Regions from separate parts of the Mus musculus genome. Here region 1 is linked to region 2. Evidence: chromatin contacts called from public HiChIP or PLAC-seq data. All regions are on one chromosome and are shown on one strand. Each heading gives the region's core, a stretch centred on a gene start, on an enhancer-like site or on the middle of the called end of the contact. The rest is flanking DNA. Distances are from core to core; before and after follow the strand shown.

Evidence for each region. HiChIP or PLAC-seq counts read pairs in DNA pulled down with a chosen protein or histone mark.
Region 1: an H3K4me3 HiChIP or PLAC-seq map of bone marrow-derived macrophages shows a contact between it and region 2, with 4 times the contacts expected there. The contact joins two enhancer-like sites. A contact is called at or near these places in 7 of 484 Hi-C or Micro-C datasets (the G1E-ER4 cell line, bone marrow-derived macrophages, embryonic stem cells and 3 more), 3 of 115 datasets of contacts at active chromatin or transcription factors (astrocytes, bone marrow-derived macrophages and embryonic stem cells) and 1 of 9 other capture datasets (embryonic stem cells).

What each region holds. Positions count from the first base shown.
Region 1 is chr17:47,248,589-47,252,159 of GRCm38.p6, forward strand. The region is part of intron 1 of Trerf1 (transcriptional regulating factor 1); the gene reads left to right. Among named protein-coding and RNA genes, the nearest start is that of Trerf1, 20 kb to the left of the region's middle. Within about 2 kb of position 1,528, at least 49 of the 459 cell types and tissues checked have an H3K27ac peak or open chromatin away from gene starts, as enhancers often do. A contact at or near this core is called in bone marrow-derived macrophages, where this site is marked.
Region 2 is chr17:47,053,253-47,056,486 of GRCm38.p6, forward strand. No RefSeq gene overlaps it. Among named protein-coding and RNA genes, the nearest start is that of Ubr2, 44 kb to the left of the region's middle. Within about 2 kb of position 1,594, at least 59 of the 459 cell types and tissues checked have an H3K27ac peak or open chromatin away from gene starts, as enhancers often do. A contact at or near this core is called in bone marrow-derived macrophages, where this site is marked.

The sequences.
Region 1 (3,571 bases), core at 278-2,777, 200 kb after region 2:
GGACCTGCCTTGGGGAGAGTTAGCAACTGAGTGGGCAGAGGGTCGTGGGGTCTGGATGGGGACATGGCGGAGAACTGGTAAGAAAAAGAAGGTGTTTTGTGTAAAGGTGTGTATTAATGGCTTTCCTCGGCTGGGTAGCTCATGAGTTCATGTTAGAGAAACAGTTGAGCAAAGTTAAAAAAAAAAACAATGATTCTGGGCTTTGTTTTAACGTCAACTACATTGGATGCTCCCTTTGGCCTGAGCTCACTTGGAAATCTGCGCGGCTGAGCTGCGAGGACACCATCCATGAGTAAGAAGGAAGCGTGTAGATGTTCCCCGGGTGGTTGCTTCTTATTTCATCTTGTCATTCCTGGGGTTGTTAATGGTCAGTGGTGGATCCAAGCAGGACAGGAAGAGGGTCATCCCAAGGTCAGGACATCTGTTAGCGTCCCTGGGTAGGGTGCCACTGGGCTGACCAACTTGTCCTGGTTTTCGTACTGGAAGTCCTGAGGTGTAGGGTAGTTCTCCTTAAGTGTGCTTGCTCTCCCCGCCCCCTGCCAATCTCCTCCTTCCCTTCCTTTTCTCTGCCACCTCTGAGACATGCCCATCCCACCTGCTTGGGATGTGGGCCTCCATGCACGGACCAGAGTGTCCTCAGAGCCAAGCATCCTTGCAGGAGCTCCTCACCCTGTCTGGCTCGCTCTGGTCGGCCCCTTACACCCACTCAAGTGTGAACGCCGTGTCACATAGCATTAGAAATCATCCCACAGAGAGCCACGTCCTCTGCAGGAGGCTGTACACATGTGTGTCAAGTGGGCGAGGGGCTGTGGGAAAGTAGGGCAGAGGAGGGAGCACTGACCGGGAGTACCTCAGCTGCTCCCCTCTTTCCTCTTTCAAGGCACATAGGTGGCTCCTTCACTCAAGCTGGGCCGGTGTCTGTCTTCCTTCTTCCTCAAAACCTGCTTGCCCACACTTTTTCAGACCTTCTATTACACACATCTAGTATAGTCTATACTATTAAGTGACAGCTTTGTCAGCTCCTGCATCCCTGAGTTGGTCCCTCACTGTTAGTGCCTGTATCCCTGAGTCAATCCCTTGAAGGCTGGCTTTACCTCTGGTTTTCCTTGTGCAGAGCCTTGTGCTGGGCCCAGACTCAGCCCTCGCTGTATATATTTTTTTTTTTTATGGGTGGTAAGGATTGCCTAAACCACTGGGTTGGCGTCCTCTGTACACCCTTTGGCTGGTCTCTTCATCTCATAGAGTAGGAAGACCAAGTTTAGACCTAAGCCACCCCTGGATTCTGGTCAAATCCCTTAGCTCGACTTTCTCACTGCTAGGATGGTAGAATCAGCCTAGATGGAAAGAGCGTTTTTCTGCGTACAGAGCACCACACTGGTTATTAGCTAATGTTGTCTTTCTGGAATGTTCCCTTGTAATGTAAAATAACCACAGAGGTTTAAACCATGCCACTGCTTCTCCAGCGAGAGGCAGTAAGGTGACTTTTGGATAGTCTAGAGTTTCCCTTTCAGGGGTGGGTGAGTTCTGAAGGAGGTACTGCTAAGTCCCAGGCCCTGGGGATCCAATTCTGCTTTTTCTCTCTGCGTTGCCTAGCAACACTTAGGGGAAGGAAGGAAATTGTGTCTCTCGTAACCTCTTGCTCATGTCCTCTGGAACAAACTACATACTTCTCTCTGTGTGTTCGTACACACATATTTACATGAGATACAAACCAATTTAAAGATTACCAGGGTAATTCATGGCTATCCTCACCTTCTGGGGTCTCATAGCCTAGGCTGGCCTAGAACACCTAACTCATACCTGAGGCTGACCTTGAACTTAGGATGCTATGGCTTCTACCTCCCAAATGCTGGGATTACTGGTGTTCACCACCATACCCAATTCAACATGTTGTTGGGTGTGGAGCCTGGACACTTGTCATAGATGCTGGACAAGCAACTCTCCCAACAAAGCCACACCCCAGCCCCAGTACCTGGTACTGAAAAGCGTTTAGAACAAAATGGAGTTTAATATTGTCGTTGCTTCTGCTTGTCAGACGTAACCACAAGAAATATTTCCACGTGTATCTCTATGGATCTTTCTTCTGGGACTCGTGTATAGTCAAACAATAATGTATTGCTTCTCATGGGATTATTTTATATACTTGGAGGCCTGCTTTCTTTAGCCTTGCAGCACCATTATGGCTATTTTCTTCCTGCCAGCCTAGAGCAGTGGTCTCAACCTTCCTTATGCTGCGACCCTTTACACAGTTCCTCATGTTGTCATGAGCCCCCCAACCGTATCATTATCTCATCGCCACTCCATAACTGCAATTCTGCTGCTGTCATGAATCATAATGTAAACCTCTGTGTTTTCCCATGGTGTTAGGTGGCCCCTGGGGAAGGGGTCCCAACCCAGAGGTTCCGAATCGCTGGTCTAGGTGAGTGTGTTCATTTACTGTGTTAATATGTACTGAATGCCTATCCTGTGTCTAGCCTCTGAGTGTGCACATACAGTACTGTACTCCTCCATGCTCCGGGAAGCTTCCTGTAACTAGGGAGAAAGTGGTGCACGCTGGGGAAGAAGAATGTGGGTGCATTCTGCAGTGTTCCTTGGGTGCTCAGGCGAGGGTCTACCTAGTGACCGGCACAACTAAGGAGCAACACCTATTGTTAAGGTGACCGCTGTGGCTGTAGTTGGGTCTGGAAGGGACACAGAATCAGAGCCTTAAATGTACTGAGTTGGAACTAAGGGAATGGCTTAATTGATAAAATCCCTGCCTCTAAAGCATTTGAGTTAAATCCCCAGACTCTACATAAAGTAGCTGGAGGTTGTAGCACAAGACTGTAATCTCAGGACCCAGGAGGCGGGGCCAGGTGGATCCTTGGGAGCGGAGTAGGGGGGACACTGACCAGGCACCTGTCCTGTTTGGAGGACCAAAGGGCAGTAAGGGACCCTTTCTCAAAGCCACAAAGTGGGTGGCACCTAAACAGAAACACCTGAAGTTGTCTGTTGATCACCACGTGCGTGAGCACAAAGGTGCATGCACGCCCACGTGGGCACCTGCACACAGGAATACACACACACACAAAGTGCTGGCTGGGAACCAGGTCAGTGGCCCAGTCCAAGAGGCCTTCTCTAGACTGAAGTAGGAGGATCCCTGGAGCAAAGGAGTTTGAGACAAGCCCAAAGTATAGGAAGACTCTCAATTAAAAAAAAAAGTCGCAGAGACTTGAGCTCTCAGCCACCTACCTATGTTGGCTGTTCACTGATCTATCTGCCACCATCTGTATCGTGTCAAGAGTAGCTTCTTAGCAATTCCTCTGACTGAAACTGGCGAGCTGTGGGATATTTGGTAAATAACCCATCTTCTCTGGATCTCAGTTGCCCCACTTGTGAGCCAGTAGGATTTGTGTCCAATTATTAATTCACCCACACAGTGTGCACAGAACAGGGCCTATGTAGATGGTCCAGCTGCCATTCTCTCTCCTTACATTGAATCCTGGCATCCATCAATGCTCTGAGGAAGGTATCGTGTTCAGCATAGAGGCCAAGAAGCAGAGACTAGGACTTTAACAGCATCTATGCGCTA
Region 2 (3,234 bases), core at 344-2,843:
ATGTGGCAACTCACAAAGTGCCTGTAATGCCAGCTCCAGGGGATCTGATGCTCTCCTTTGGTCTCTGGGGGCACCTGCATATACACAGGAACATGCACACTCACATACACATAAATAAAATAATAAATCTTCAAAAGAATAGATGTAGACACTGTCCTTTCAGTTATATTTATTGAAGGGAGGGCTAAGGCAAGTTCATAACTCAGAACCCAGTGAACCCTAGAGGGACTGTTGTACCCTTATTTTGACTGTCAGTTTAAGGAAACAGTATGTATCTTAGCTTCTTTTCCTGTTGCTGTTGTTAAATACTCTAACAAAAGCAACTTAAGGGAGAAAGGTTTACTCAGACTCACAGCTCAAGTTACAGACTGCCATGGAGCAGGAGGAGTGGGGGAAGCCAAGGCACCTGGAGCTCGGAGGAGCTGGCTGCATCCCATGCACAGCGGAGAAGCAGTGTGTGTGTATGCTGGCCACGACTTAGCTCACTGTTCTCCGCTCTGTGTAGTCCAGGATCCGCTGCCTAGGGAACACTCCCACCCATGGTTAGGAAGAGTCTTCTCACATTAACTCAATCAAGCCCGCCCTTGACAGGCATGGCCAGAATTCCATCTCCCAGATAAGACTAGGTTCTGGTGAGCTGGCATCTGATGCTGATATAGATACTATTTATTGAGGCGGAAAAAGTTTTCAGCAAATGTTATGTTAAAACAATATATTAAGGTGGGGTAGGGTGATGCAGGCTTCCAGAACTTGAGAGGTGGAGACAGAAGGATGAGGAGTTCAAGGTTAACTTCAGCTACTGTGCAAGTTTGAGGGCAGGCAGACCTATAGGAGACTGTGTTTCAACTAACTAAATAAGTATGTAACTAACCAACTAACTAACCAACTAACTAACAAACCAACTAACTAACCAACCAACCAACCAACTCAGTTAGAAAAGGCATTTAGCAAGCCAGGCATAATGTCACATGTTTGTAACCCTAGCTTGAGAGACAGACCGGAAGAGAGTTAAGGCCGATTAGTTGCATAGTGAGTTTGAGGCCAGACTGTATCACTTTGAGATCCTGTTTCAAGACAAAATGAAACAATCACACAAACAAACAAACAAACAAACAAGCAATCAAACAAACAAACAACCCCCACCCCACCCCGCCCACCATCCAAAAATGACATTTGGAGTCGAATGTGGTGATGCACGCCAGAATGCCAGCGTTTGGAAGGCTGAGCTGGGACGATCTCAGATGCCATGCCAGTCTGGTTGGCTAGTACTGTGGAACCCTTATACCTCACCCTTCCCAAAAGAAATCACACACAGTTGAACTTCCAGAGACAAAGTCAGTGGCTCCCTATGAGCGGGACAGAACACAGAAACGTCAACAGCCAGTTAAATCGAGAGCAATTGCAGGAACTTTTGCTTTCGTCGTTACATTTTTCTTCATGATCTAATTTTATCCCAATGCATATTGGGGGTAGTATTTTTTTTTAAAGAAATGCAAAGTTAGATATTTCAGGAAACGAAAGAACAATGCGCAGTCTGAACTGGCAGGAACCGGTGGGAGCCGCTTCTCTAGACTGCCCTGACACTAAAATTAGCACTGGCAGGCAGGCAGCTTAAGGAAAGGAGAACCAGGCTGGCTGTGTGTGATTTTTCACATGGTCTCATGAATGCCTTATTTATTTATTATTTATTTATGCGTCCATGAATGTGGCGGTCATAGGACAACTTGAGGGAGCCGGTTCTTTCTTTTCCACTCTGTGGGTCCTCAGAATCGAACTCAGGTTGTCAGGCTTGGTAGCAAGCACCTTTATCCACAGAACCATCTTGGTAGCCCTCTTTGAGGCTTTAGGACAGAGCCTCTTAGTGCATCTCTCCATTCCTAATTGTTCACTCTTGGAAACTCCAGAGCCGAGCGATACCCTGAGCCTTAGTCCCTAAGGAGATTTTCTGCTTGAAACCTGATTCTGGTTCCCAAGCCCGTGGTACCAGGACTCTATCTTGCCAGGCTGGGGGCTGGGTCTCTGCCCTACAGTGCCTCTCTGATTCCTGAAATCTGGAATCCCGGTCCATACCGGTCCTTCCAGTTCTTCAGTCTTGTCAAGTACCTCCACTCCTCTGCTAAAGCAGACTCCTTTCATTTCACATGCACTTGTGTATGTGCGGAGAGACATTCTTGTGCGCACAGAGTGCCCATGTGTAGGCCAGAGGCAGGTGTCAGGTACCCTCTTCAATTGCTTCTCCACCTTAAAAAAAATTTTTTTAAGATTTATTTTTATTATATGTAAGTACACTGTAGCTGTCTTCAGACACACCAGAAGAGGGAGTCAGATCTCATTATGGATGGTTGTGAGCCACCATGTGGTTGCTGGGATTTGAACTTTGGACCTTCAGAAGAGCAGTCGGGGGCTCTTACCCACTGAGCCATCTCACCGGCCCTTAAAAAATTTTAAATGCTTATTTATTCATTTATTTGGGGTGTGTGTGTGTGTGTGTGTGAGAGAGAGAGAGAGACAGAAAGAGAGAGAGAGAGCACAGGTGCAAACATACATACATACATACATACATACATACATACATACATACATACATGTTTGTAGACCTTGCATGCCACAGTGCACTAGGAGGCCAGAAGAGATTCCCCCATTGGGCTTCAGAGATTCAACTCATATTATCCCAGTTGGTGATGAACACCCTTATACACTGACCCATCCCACCAGCCTCTTACCTTATTATTCTTTCAGACAGAATCTTTAAATGAACCTGGGGCTCCCTGGCTAGCCTGGCTGGCCAGGGAGCCCCAGGGATCCTCCTGTCTCTGCCCAATCCCTGAGAGCCTGGAGCTATACCAGAGCCTTGGTTTTTATGTTTGTGACGAGAATCCGAACTCTGGTCCTCATGCCTGCATGGCATACACTTTCCAGAGCGAACCAACTCCCCAGTGCCTAATCCAACTTTTCTTCACGATTCTAGCACACCAGGGTTCCCTAGAGGACAATTCAGCACACACATCCACTCACAAGAGCATCGACTGTGACTCCACACACAGCCCGGCATCCCTGTGTGAACTGCACATGTCTCCCACACAGTCCGAAGAACCTGACAGCCACAGTGACTCCTTGGTCCCGTTTGCTTTGGACATCTCCCAGTTTAGTCTGAAAGTCCCACATCCAGAAAAACGATTTAGTTTTGGCAAGATGTAGGGCAGCTGAACTTGGTGGTATGTTTTTGTCACCCTA